4 separate regions of the Mus musculus genome follow, and all the other regions are linked to region 2. The links are chromatin contacts, called in public ChIA-PET, HiChIP or PLAC-seq and promoter capture Hi-C maps. All regions are on one chromosome and are shown on one strand. Each heading gives the region's core, a stretch centred on a gene start, on an enhancer-like site or on the middle of the called end of the contact. The rest is flanking DNA. Distances are from core to core; before and after follow the strand shown. Region 1 holds the start of Acot6 (acyl-CoA thioesterase 6). Region 2 holds the start of Zfp410 (zinc finger protein 410). Region 3 holds the start of Vsx2 (visual system homeobox 2). Region 4 overlaps Mideas (mitotic deacetylase associated SANT domain protein).

The links. ChIA-PET counts read pairs in DNA pulled down with a chosen protein or histone mark. HiChIP or PLAC-seq counts read pairs in DNA pulled down with a chosen protein or histone mark. Capture Hi-C pulls out chosen DNA fragments and counts their contacts.
Region 1: a contact with region 2 is called in a promoter capture Hi-C map of adipose tissue. The contact joins the promoter of Acot6 here to the promoter of Zfp410 in region 2. A contact is called at or near these places in 2 of 39 promoter capture datasets (neural stem cells and neutrophils), 7 of 115 datasets of contacts at active chromatin or transcription factors (effector CD8 T cells, embryonic hindbrain, embryonic stem cells and 3 more) and 3 of 9 other capture datasets (adipose tissue, liver and pancreatic islet).
Region 3: an H3K4me3 HiChIP or PLAC-seq map of bone marrow-derived macrophages shows a contact between it and region 2, with 2.0 times the contacts expected there. The contact joins the promoter of Vsx2 here to the promoter of Zfp410 in region 2. A contact is called at or near these places in 4 of 115 datasets of contacts at active chromatin or transcription factors (bone marrow-derived macrophages, embryonic stem cells and trophoblast stem cells).
Region 4: an RNA polymerase II ChIA-PET map of effector CD8 T cells shows a contact between it and region 2, with 67 read pairs. The contact joins the enhancer-like site here to the promoter of Zfp410 in region 2. A contact is called at or near these places in 3 of 39 promoter capture datasets (hippocampal neurons, neural stem cells and neutrophils), 2 of 15 datasets of contacts at CTCF or cohesin (large pre-B cells and pro-B cells), 8 of 484 Hi-C or Micro-C datasets (CD4 T cells, CD8 T cells, the N1E-115 cell line and 3 more), 24 of 115 datasets of contacts at active chromatin or transcription factors (the SCID.adh cell line, bone marrow-derived macrophages, craniofacial prominence and 19 more) and 4 of 9 other capture datasets (adipose tissue, embryonic stem cells, liver and 1 more).

The regions. Positions count from the first base shown.
Region 1 is chr12:84,098,976-84,101,989 of GRCm38.p6, reverse strand. Acot6 (acyl-CoA thioesterase 6) reads right to left here and starts at 1,336. Exons shown (of 3, transcript NM_172580.1): 1 at 562-1,336. The coding sequence starts at 1,018.
Region 2 is chr12:84,315,274-84,318,275 of GRCm38.p6, reverse strand. It overlaps Zfp410 (zinc finger protein 410), which reads right to left and starts at 1,417. Exons shown (of 12, transcript NM_144833.4): 1 at 1,102-1,417. It overlaps Ptgr2 (prostaglandin reductase 2), which reads right to left. Exons shown (of 10, transcript NM_029880.3): 10 at 2,444-3,002.
Region 3 is chr12:84,568,364-84,571,085 of GRCm38.p6, reverse strand. Vsx2 (visual system homeobox 2) reads right to left here and starts at 1,258. Exons shown (of 5, transcript NM_007701.3): 1 at 774-1,258. The coding sequence starts at 1,143.
Region 4 is chr12:84,174,350-84,177,361 of GRCm38.p6, reverse strand. Mideas (mitotic deacetylase associated SANT domain protein) reads left to right here. Exons shown (of 13, transcript NM_001163501.1): 2 at 2,939-3,012. Among named protein-coding and RNA genes, the nearest start is that of Gm40475, 13 kb to the right of the region's middle. RefSeq lists an enhancer at 619-1,671. Within about 2 kb of position 1,606, at least 414 of the 459 cell types and tissues checked have an H3K27ac peak or open chromatin away from gene starts, as enhancers often do. A contact at or near this core is called in CD8 T cells, the N1E-115 cell line, the SCID.adh cell line and 27 more, where this site is marked.

The sequences.
Region 1 (3,014 bases), core at 87-2,586, 220 kb after region 2:
CTGTCTCCCCAGTACTAAAGGTGTATGTCACCACCGCTGGGCTCCAGTCTTCATTTTTGACAAGCACAAAACTCTGCAGATATTGCCAAATGTCCTCATGAAGGGGCAAGGATAACTCTAGGTTGAAAACCACCACCAGCATGTTTATGGTAGGGAAAGGTTTTGTAGTAAACATTTTTGTGCGCTTTAATGGTTAGGGAACATTGTCTTCATTTGTGGGTTAAAGGCTCTTTGAAAGTTTGATGTGAAAGGAGGCAAAAGTCACTCTTACTACAGGCATAAGTTATCAGTACTCCCTCCCTCGTGTGGCTGGCATTTAGTGGATTTCAAGTTGCACTCCCTCTTCAGCATATAGTTGAGGAATTCATGGTGTCTTAAAGGGAAGGAAACTTGGTAGAAAATTTACTCTTAAAGAAGATTGAGAGAATTTGGAGAGTGGGGACAAGGTTACTAAAGTTACAGTTATGTGACAGACCCTACATGGAGTCTATTCAGGACCAAAAAATAGACTAGGCTGTGAGCTTAGGAACCGGGTGGGTAGGTGGGTGGAGAGCTGCTCACCTGGGGGCAGGAAGAGCGTGGCGCGCACCCGGCCCTCGCGCACGGGCACGCGCCGCACCCCGGGAGCCATGAAGTGACGCTCGTGCACCGCCCGCGCCAGCCGCTGCCCGCCATCCGGCTCGTGTCCGTCCAGCACCTCCAGCTCCACCACGAAGGGTATCTGCACATCGCGCTTGATCAGGCGCCAGAAAGGCCGATCGGGCTCCATGGCCCAGAGCAGCCCCATGGGCTCGAGCCCCGAGAAGCTGCCGCCCAGCGCGGGCGTGCGCGCCAGGTCCAGCTCGCCGTGGGAGTCCGCGCGGTAGCGCGCGTGGGCTCGGAAGAGCATGCCCTTCTCGTCGCGCAGGACAGAGCGCAGCGTGACGGGCTGCTCGGGGGCCAGGCCGCGCACGGCGATGCTCAGCGGTTCGTCCCAGCAGCTGCGGCCCGCGGGCTCCACGCTCAGTGTCGCCGCCATTAGGAGCTGGAGGCCTCGGGGAGCGCCACGCGAGTCCGGAGCGGAGCCTGGCCTGCTGTGGAGCCGACCTGGTGCGTCTCTGGGAGTTCCCGACCCCTGGCTCCCGTGCCTCAGACAAGACAGGAACAGAAAACCGGCTGACTCTATACAGGAAAGATGTGTGAAGTCAAAGTAGCAGCGGAGCTCTGCCAGGACAGAGGATTCTGCTCACGTGGTGTTGAGGATAGGCGGTGACACTAGATGAATAAGATCGAGGCAAAGTCTGGCCCTTTGCGTGGATTCAGTAGTAGCTTTCTATAAAAACAAACAACTTTAAAATACTGTATTACTTTTATTTTAGGCCTTTTTTTTTTTCTACTTTAGGGAAATATGAAAGGCTAGATACTTTATAAAGAACAGAGATTTATGTCTTACAGTTTTGAAGTCCGGGAAGTCTACGTTGGAGGGGCCCATATTCAATCTCCTGTCATACAGTAGTGGAAAGCTAACAGCACTCAAATTGGGTGTAATGACTCAGACACAGGAGGATCATTGTGTTAGGCTGACACTCCCCGTCCCCCATCCCCCCCACCCCCCTGCAGAATAGTTGTAGCCATTCTGTTCTATGCCTGCCAGCTATTTCATATTATTGCTGTAACATGCCTGCCAGTCACTGACACAGAGAAGTGACTTGGCTCAAGGACATGTGACCACATACCCTGTTTTGTTCTGTATTTTCTGAATGAGATTTGCTACTCTTAAGAAATTACATGGGGCTGGAGAGATGGCTCAGTGGTTAAGAACTGACTGTTCTTCCAGAGGTCCTGAGTTCAATTCCCAGCAACCACATGGTGGCTCACAACCATCTCTAATGAGATTCAAGGCCCTCTTCTGGTGTGTCTGAGGATAGTGACAGTGAACTCACATACATAAAATAAATAAATAAATAAATATTTTTTTAAAAAAAAGAAATTTCAGAAAGCTTTATGTAGGACCCATTAAATCAAAGGTCAATATGAACTGTTATGTTTAAAATAACCACCAGGTAGCCCTTCCTGCGCCTATGAAATGAGGTCACTCTGGTTTTCATAACTGACACTGAAGAATGCTACTAATAAGCCCCAAAGTTGTGACTATAATACGCATGCTGTTATCTCAGTACTCTGAAATTCCCCTGTTCACCACCCATCCACCACCTACCCTACCTTACTCAGCACCAATCAGCTTAAAGGTTAGCTGATAATACTTTGTCTAGTAAACCAACTGCTCCCCTCCTTGCCCTTTGAACTTTTGAACCTGGTTTTTCCTATAAAAAGTCTACTGTGAGAGCAGACTGGACTGCAGTTAAGTTCCCAACAAGTCCCTTTTGCAGTACTGGATGCCCAGTATTAAGGTGTGCGTTCAATAAGCTACTCTTGCTTAACTGAGGTCACTGTTAGTTTGGTTTGAGTGGCAATTCCTGAACCCCAATAATTGTAATTCAAAGCAAGCCTGGGTTGCATAGCAAGATCCTGTTTTAAACAAACACACACAGATGGAACAAAGCACACAAGAAAAAAGGCCACACTCATCCTTCAAAGAGAGAACTAGAGATGACCCACCCCTGCTGTAACTCACTCCATTCACCAACATGGAGTTAAAGTTTCTACCTAGTCTTACAGGGGCAGTGGATATGGAGTTTCTATCACCCGATGCCGGGTGATAGTGGTGCATGCCTTTAATTTCAATACTCGGGAGGCAGTGGCAGCTGGAGCTCTGAAGCAGCTGGGTCTCTGAGTTCGAGGCCAGCCTGGTCTAGAGTGAGTTCCAGGACAGCCAGAGCTACACAGAGAAACCCTGTCCTAGAAGAAAAAACTGTCTTTTCTGGCATACAAGCTTTGAGAGACACTTTGAAACATAGGAAACACACATATGAAAAGAATAGGTTGAATGTGTCAAGTGAATTGATACACAGAGACACACAGGCAAACCACCTAAGCACAAGATCTGGAAAAGAAACTCTCAACACCAGACCCTG
Region 2 (3,002 bases), core at 168-2,667:
AATAACCAGACCCCAAAGTGACTCCTGTGATGCTGTTTAGATTTCTCAGTATCTTTCTGCTTGTCACTCTCCATATGCAGTTTAGTATCTCAGAATAATGGCCAGCCCTTAACGGTAAACCTCTTCACTGACATACTCCTCCCCCCACTGCCCCCCCAAAAAAAACCTTAGAAATTGTGGGATTTACCTAAATTTGACACCTACTGGGATACAAAGCTCAAATTAGAACCACATTTTCTGATGCTTGGCTGCCCTGTATCTGCCACAAAGTGTAATTTCTCAACGCCAAACACCCAGAATTGCGCGTTTTGACCTCAAACTATGTTTTATTCTCTTTACATATGTTCCACTGATCTTTGTGTCTAATGTAATGTAAATGTATGAACTCTTAACCCCAAATCAATAATATTTCACTCCCAAATGGTTCCTAAGTACATCTCAGAGCCTCATGAGCAAGTGAGATAAAGTTTAATAAACTAATTGGATCGTCTTCTTTTGAGAAACTTCAGAGAACAAGTTGAACGAGCAAAACACATCCTGGCTGCAAACACTCGCTGCCCACACACGGGCCTGAGGTGACAGGCAAAGGAGACCCCAGAGGTCCGGCTCTGGTCCGCAGACGTCCCTTCCCTATTCCAGCCCAAGGCAGAGAGTGGACCCAGGAAAGGTGCCGGCAGCCCTGGGTGAAACGCGGGCAGGGCACCGCTGTCAACCCTTCCCGCCAGCACAAAGGCCTCAGCCGAAGGCCCTTAGGTCTGCGGGCGGGCCCAGCCGCGGGTGCAGTCCGGAGCCTCCGCCCGGGGGACTCGCTGACTCCCGCGTTCTGGGGGGGCAGGCTGGTCTCCAAGCTCCCTCCCTCAAGAACAAGCAAAGGAGGAGAAACGGTGCGCCCCAGATCCCCAAAGGGGTTAGGGCCGCAGCCGCCGGGCTTCGGACCGGTCGCTCCCCGCCCGCTAGACGCCTGGGGGAGTCTGGGGGGACGGCTTCCTTGCGCCCTTCGGGGGCGAACCCGGCTCTAGATCCCCAGACCCCATAAGTGGCTTCCTTTCTCGGCGGGACCACCTACCCGAGCGGGGGTGGCTACACTAGCCTGGAGCTCACCTTCCAGTCTCGGGCAGCCGTCCGTCCGTCAGTCAGCCCCGAATCCCGTCCACACACGGCGTCTTCCGGCTCCCGCCGGAAGCAGCTCCAGAGCGGGACAGGAAGTTTGGCCGCCCCCCATCAACATACCCACTCGCTTTCTTCTCCGCCCGCGGGTGTTTCTCAGGAGGAGGCGCTGACTCTTGGGCCGCTGCTTGAGAGCGATCCTTCGCTCCCCGCTACATACACACGCATACACAGCCCGAGACACACACAGGGTTCCCTCCCGGCCGAGGAACCGCAGCGCCCCGTCCCCTCCTGTCTGCCCTTCAGGGTTCTCAGGTCCGCGAAATCTGAAACCAGGTCAGTGCAGTCTAGCCGTGACGTCACTGCCTTCCCGCTGAGCGGAGCTGTTCAGCAGGGGCCGCGGCGGCTGGGATGGGTGAGACGGCGCGGGGTGGAGGGTAGCTTTCTCCGGAGCTGAGGACCTGTGACAGCTCCCGAAACACCAAAAGCCCATGAAGAGCACCTGAAATGTTCATGGCCCAAAGAGGGACCTGGAAATCAAGCCTTGCATTGCCCCTAGGACTGGGTGTGAATTTAGGCACACGTACAGCGTTAGAAACATTTAAGAATTCTCCAGAGATCTTGGATGCACTGACTGAGGGCTCAGATAACTAAGTTCCAAGCTGGATAATAGTTCTTGTTGAAACTTTCGAGTTTGACTGCATGAAACTTAAGATCTGCAGTGGTGGCACACGCCTGTAACTCCAGCAATCCCAGTACTCCAGGAGTTCCCGGTGAACGAGGGCTACATAGTTGAGACCTTGTCCAAAAAAACAAAAAACAACAACAACAACAAAACATGATGCGGTGTGGAAGAGTAGGGGACTAAAGATAGTGCCTGTGAGATATAATGTTCTCTGAAGGCGCTCATTTTCAAGTTAGAGATAAGCCAGGAGTCTGGATGAGCTAGGGAGTCATAGTTTTGGTACAAAATGTTCCGGGAGAAAACATTTCCTCGATACAGTTTGTCCTGCGCACTGAGAAGCATGACTGTGATCCCATTTGAGGATGGCCATGACAAGGACAACTGGCCTACACAGTATCTGGGACAAAAATCTTGGGGTGGCAAGGAGATGTTTACTAGGAGCTAAAATCCTAAAATTTAAGAAAGGATTAAAAAACAAAGATTTACCAGTTACCACTATATGAAGAGATGAAGAACTGTTCAGAAAGAAAAACTGGGGTCCAGAGAAAGTATGTAAAACAAGGTTAGAACGCTGCAAAATTTGATTTAGTGGCTGCTAATTTGTTTTGCCTCTAAAATATATTGACTGTAAAAAAAAAAAGTGGTCATAAGTCATACTCAGAAAACATCTCCAGTTTTATTTTTCTAAAGGTTGAGAAAATTAAGAAAACAAATGTGATACATCAGTATATCTGGAATAGTCATGTCTATAACCATTGGTTAATTTACTTAATCCTATAGCTTTCTGGAGCTTGATTACTTGGGGCTTGTTGTGGGAAGGTACCATTGGGGATTGACCTCAGAGCCCCTAGAGTACTGATCAGTGTTCTGCCCTGACCACTCCGACTCACTTTCATCAGTGAAACTCTTAGTGATGTTTATATCTATTAGTTCTCCAAAGTATAAGCCCAGAATGGGGATACAGGCCTTTAACACTGGCACTCGGAGGCAGACAGCCAAGTGGATATCTTTGAGTTCCAGGCCAGCCTGGATTACATAGCAAGCTACCTAACAGACTCTTGTCTTTAAAAAAAAATTCCTAAAATAAACACAAGCTTTTATCAGCACGTAGTAAGTTGTTAGGCTTGCTACTCAATTAGTTGTTTGGCAGAACACAAACATCATCCCTGGATGTAAACCTTGTCTCTGGAGACTCCCAACCACTCATTTA
Region 3 (2,722 bases), core at 9-2,508, 250 kb before region 2:
TTTTTCTGTTCGAGTTCAGAGAGCCTGCGATGAACCACTTTTCATTGTCCTGCTTCATTTAATACATTATCATGGCAGGAAAAATCTGGGGAAATACTGAGAACCGGCGAGCTAGAGCACACCGCCAGGGAAGTGGCCCTGACGGGGCGAAAGGAGGCTCATCCAGGGTCCTCGAGCCAGATAAAAATCGGGATCCGGTACACCGGTGCCGCTTAGGTTAGATCTGATGGCTGCCCTCTGGGTACCATGGTGGCTTGATTTTCCCAGTTCGTAGCGGGAGGAAATCGAACCTTAGCTAAGCAATATAGGTAGGGGTTTGGTACAGCAATACAGAAACTGGGAGGAACCGGGAGGGGGGCAACTTTGGACACAGGGACAAGTAGGAACAGCATCGGGCTTCAGAAGCGCAGGTCCTGCCCAAGGCCCGAACCTCGGTGGAGCAGTGAAGCTAGGGCCCAAGGAAAAGGATGCGCCAAGGATTCAGCTACCCGGAGCCAACATCCACTGGGGCCCCAACCCAGATATTCGATAGAGCATGGACTGACACTAGGTCCCAAGAACTGAGCAGGGGTCGGACAAGATGAATCTGAAAACCCTTGGAGTTTGGGTCGCTAGTCGGGGACCCGTTGACTTTAGGCCTAGCATGAGACCCCTTGTCCTGCAGGAACTTTTCCTCCCGGGGGAGGTCGGGGGCTCTCAGGCGAGATCCTACAGCTCCCGACTGTGACTTTCCCAAGCAGTGTAGCAGGCGAGCAGCCTCGCCCCTCACCTACCGGAGCTGGCCGTCTGGCTGGTGTCCAGCGGCCCCGACGCTCTGCCTAGTGGCTGCAAGTGGACGCTCTGCGGATCGGACAGCACTTCCAAGAAGGTGGGCTGTGTGTAGAAGCCGGGAAGTCCCCCGGGCCCCAGCAGCCCCATGCTGCCCACTCCTGCCGGGCTGAGAACGGAGCGCGCAGCTAACAAATGCCCAGGGGCCAGGCCGTCGAGGGCAGCCCGCGGGTGGGAGCTGGGAGGCTCCTTGTTCAAGCCTAGGATCTCCTGGATGCCGAACCCTGTGCACCTGGCCGGGGCGCCCCCCGAGGTACTCTTGGCCACTGTCTCGGATTTGGGCTTGCTCAGCGCTTCCCCCGCTTTCCCCGTCATCTCCCGGTTCTTTGGAGGGGCTGAGGCCGCGGGTCTTTTGCTCCCCCAAGCCCCCCCGCCGGGCTCCCCGCTTCGTGAAGTTGGTCCCAGGTGCCCCCTCCGGTGTCTAATGCTCTGGAGCCCCAAGGAGATTCCCTTTTTATCCAACCAGGCGGCAGCCCAAGTGGGGTCAGAGCTGAACAGCCAATCACCAGGGCCAGGAGCGATTAGGAATTCCAAAAAGCTGGCAGCTCCCGCCGCCACCGGTATCGAGGGGCCAGGGCGCAGCAGGCCCAAGTGTGGTGGGCTCTGCAGGGTGCCCTTGCAGGGACAGAGGTGAAACAGCCAGGTTTGGGGTTATTCCAGGAGATACCGTGGATAGCGGTTTTGAGCTGTATAACCTGGCTGGGACCAGTGCCTAGGTTAGCTGCGACAGATCCCTGGGGTAGGGTTGGGGGTGTGGGGATGGTCTGAACGCAAAGGCTAGGAGACCTCTCCCCCTCCCTTAACTAAGCAGCCTCAAATAGACTCAGACACGGGACAAGGAAGGCTGGAGGGCCCTGGACCGAGCGCTGGGCATGAGAATACAGAAAGGTGCTTAGCTGTGCAGAGGGAGATGTGTGGGTAGAGTTATCTCCCCAGCACGGGACATTATGTTCATTTCAGAAGAGCTGTTCAATAAATACTGGCCCACGTTAAAGGGATCAGGGTTAGGATCGAGCCCTCGTGGGAAAGAGAAACAGAGAGGGTTTTCGTTGACAACAAATATGGGGCCTTCCTCCCCTCCTATCCTTATCCAGTCCTCCTTACTCCACCACCACCACCCCGCCCCCACCACGCCACCTCTTTTTTCCTTGTGGTTTAAGACAGGACCTCTATATGGTCTGGGTTGTTCTCAAACTCAACATTCTCCTGTACTGTCCTCCCGAGGGCTGGGATTTCATTTGGGGGCCGACTTGACTATCCAGCTGTCTTTCTAAACGTCCTCAGAGAATGAGCGTGGAGTGCTTCCCTCGAAGATTGTATTTATTCTGTCCAACAGTCAGTAAGGATCAAGTACCTCGCAGCTTCGAGCCAAAAGCCTGAGGTTCTGCAGTAAACCAGAGAGGCAGGGTGTGAAGCTGTGATCGCCCCATGCAGAAGAAGGGAGCGGGGAGTAACTAAAAAGGAGCCGCTTTTCCCAGCTGCTGGGGGCCCTTGACTGCCTGCTTCTCCAGAGGCTTCAGAAGGGCACTCAGTGGGGACAGCTGAAGTGTGGTGAGAAGCATCCTGCTCAGGCGGGCTGGGAGAGTCACCTGGAGTTGGAGGCGTGGGGACTGGTGTTTCAAATATCCTTGCTTCATATCTCAGACTGGAGTGTGGTCTAAGTGTCAGGAGCCAAGGAGAACATGTGTCCCATACACATTCTAGACCTTCAGTTTAGCTCCTTGTTGCCCTCCCAGAACTGGAGATCACTTTATTAATTGGGGGGCTTCTCTATCCACTATATAGAACATATGATGAGGCAGGGGGATTGCTTTTGTTTTGTTTTTTGTTTTTGTTGTTGGTTGGTTGGTTTAGGGTTTTTGTTTTTGTTGTTTTTGAGGCAGGGTGTCTCTGT
Region 4 (3,012 bases), core at 357-2,856, 140 kb after region 2:
CAGCTGGACCTGATACTTGCCTCCTCTTTGTGGCGAGGCTCCTTCCCTGCTTCTCTGGAGATTGAGGGTCTCAGTCATGTTTAAAGAGGGTGGGAGAGGGTTGCTTCTGGCCAGAGCTAGTGAAGAGCAGTGTCCAGCAAGCCCTGACCTAAGGAAAGGTAAGTGTATGGGGCCTAAGATCAGACTGGTGTGTGTTGAGGATTTCATCTTGTGTGTGACATGCCTGGCTTCAAGTCCTGGTGACATAATCATGTGTGACTGTAGGCAAATTACCTTGTTCCTGTAAGCCTTATCTAGCTTACCTACAAAATGGGAGTTAAACTATTGGTGCTTGATACAAGGCTTTAAAAAATACAAAGTACTTTGGACACTCTTGACACAGACAAGCCGGCTACATTGTTATTATTAGGGCTACTTAGAGCTTGGCTGCCATGGTGGTCCTTCCAGCTTCCTCTTCTCTTAGGCCTGCACGTTTGCCTCCTGCTTGGCAGGCCAGGGAGTTGTGGGGATTTCTGCAGCAGGAAGCTTATGGGGTGATTCCACCGTTCCCCAAACCAGCCTCTTGTTCAGAGCAAGTCTCCCCTATCATGGTATATGCTGAGTTGATGGGCTCTCCCTGGTGTGCAGGGTAGGAAGAAAAACAGCTTGATCCACCCTCAGATTTAATCTCCCCTGCTACCGCACACACCCATGGGCAAGAGCTTCCATATTCTGGAGCTCCGGACCCAGACTCCGCCTTCTGCCCTCTAAACCCCCAAGCCGGGCACTGAATAGCCATCCCCTGCCTAGGCCCCCTCTGACAGGAACCTGTCTGCACGTGCACCCATGCCTGCCTGCCACGTGGGCCTTCCCCTGTTGCAGGCCCCCAAAGCCCATGCTGTGACTCCCAGGCGACAGGCATCCTGAGTGCCTGTGAGCATCCCTGAGCTTGCAGCTCCCTAGAGGCACGTGGCCTGCTGGGCTTCCCTCTGTCCTGTCTCCTCCCTGCCTTTTTTTTTTCTTCCTCTGCCTTGCTGCGCGCACACACACACACACACACACACACACACACACACACACACGTATTTCTAGTTTTGCCAGGCTTGGGTCTCCCTCGGAGAGGTGGAACTCGAAGTCCCACCCTTCAGCTTCATCATGGAGGCCCCAGGGGATTTTCCATCTCTGGCTGGCTTTCAGTTCTCTGTTGTGAATTGGTCTGGCTACCCAAGGAAGGGGGTTTAAAAAGCATGAGAAAGATTTGTTCAAAGAGGGTCTCCAGCCCTGAGCGCTTGTCCAAATCCTTCCCTTCCTGCTGGTGCTAGGGTGACTCAGTGTCCTCAGTCCGTCTGTCCCTGCGATTTCCACAAATGAAAACAAAGGAGTGCACGGACTTAGAGCTCTCTCGCCGTTCTCCTGGGCTAAAGCTCGCGCTGTCTACCAGGCCCAGGAGCTGAGGAAGGAAATGGTGGAGGAAGTTGCTCCCCTTCTGGGTGCTGGGTGAAAGTGAAAGAAAGGGAGGGGGCCTCCAGTGAGTCAAGCGGCCAGGCTGGCAGGCAGGCAGGCCAGTCCGGGAGGGAGCCCGGGCTGGAGCTGCGGAAACGTGCGGAGCAGCGATAGCACGGAGAGCCTGGGAGGAGAACCGGGGCTCGGTGTGGGCGGGGCTTCTCGTGGGCAGGACTTATGACGCCAGGTCTGTTCTTTGCTGCTGGTTTTCTGGGAACTGCCCCACCTGCTATCATAATCTCTGTGGTATCTGAGCCTACCAGGATCTGCAGATTCATCCTTGCCCACCTCTAGCCTTTCCACCTTAGTGACCCAGGGTCAGAGTCTTGGCAAAGAGGTGGGCTTGTATACCTCCTACTCTTACCAACTTCCCAGAGGGAGACAAACTAACTAAACAAATAAACAAAATTTTATCTGAAGAACAAAAACTTAACAACACAGCAAGCAGCTATGCATGTTGTAAAATACAGGCCTGGATTCTATTCTGTAGCAATGTCAGTGTAACTGTCACTTTAGACATCAGCTTAGAGTGGGGTGGGGAGTCTGGCTCACTTGTTCAACATGTGCTTAGCATGAATAAAGCCCCTATCCCAGCAACACCATCCTCAAAATATGGCAAAGCAAAACAACTGAACACTTTCCATCATAGGCAGTCTCGAGGGCCTGAGGTCTAGAACTCTGCACCGTTCCTATTTGAGTTAGACTCTGCTCTGGCTAGGCACTCTTTAACAGTGGAGGGGACGGCGGTGGTAGCCAGCAACAGCTGCTGACCAGCTACTAGACTAAATTGGGCCCACATCCAGCCAGGGTTGCAAAACAGGTTCTGTGTTAGTTTGAGAAAGATTTCAGCAGCCAGAGCCCCACCCAGCAACTCTTCCCAGGGGTGGGGCCTCACCTACGTGCTTCGGCATAAAAGGCTGCAAGCCTAACTCTATGGGCCCTGTGGGCTTTGCAAGAGCCTGGTGTGACAGAGGATGGGTGGCTATGCTGGGAATAGTCCCTGTCCCCTAACTTGCTCTTCTTTAGGTGGAGGGGAGCAGTGACCTTAGGGGAATTCTTCTGGGTCTGGAGCTATTGTGTAGACAGTCATGTGGGAAGGAACAGACCTGGGCTGCACTGTGCCCCAGCCTAGTTTATAGTTTAATAGGACAAGGTTCTCAGTTTGGCTTTTGCTTTCCCTTTTCCCCGTTTGACTTGGAGCTTAGGCAACATGTCAGCCCCACTTGGCCCCTTGGTCTGTGTCTTTAGAGGGTTCCGAGTTACACAACCAAATGCAGCAGACGAGAGTCTAGCCAGGAGGTGGTGGGACAGGAAGAGCGAGGACACCTGATCCTGCTGTCTTGCTGGCAGCTGCCCCATGATCCCTGGCCCCCATGAGTGACTTGAGGCAGGGGGACACTGGTGCTCATATCTAGGGGTCACGTGGCTAACACTGTCACTGGTTTTTCCTCTGCAGGCTCCAGGACCTGGCACAGGCAGGCATCATGATTAGGGAAGTGTAGCTGAGCGCAAGAGCCTCCCTAGAAGAGG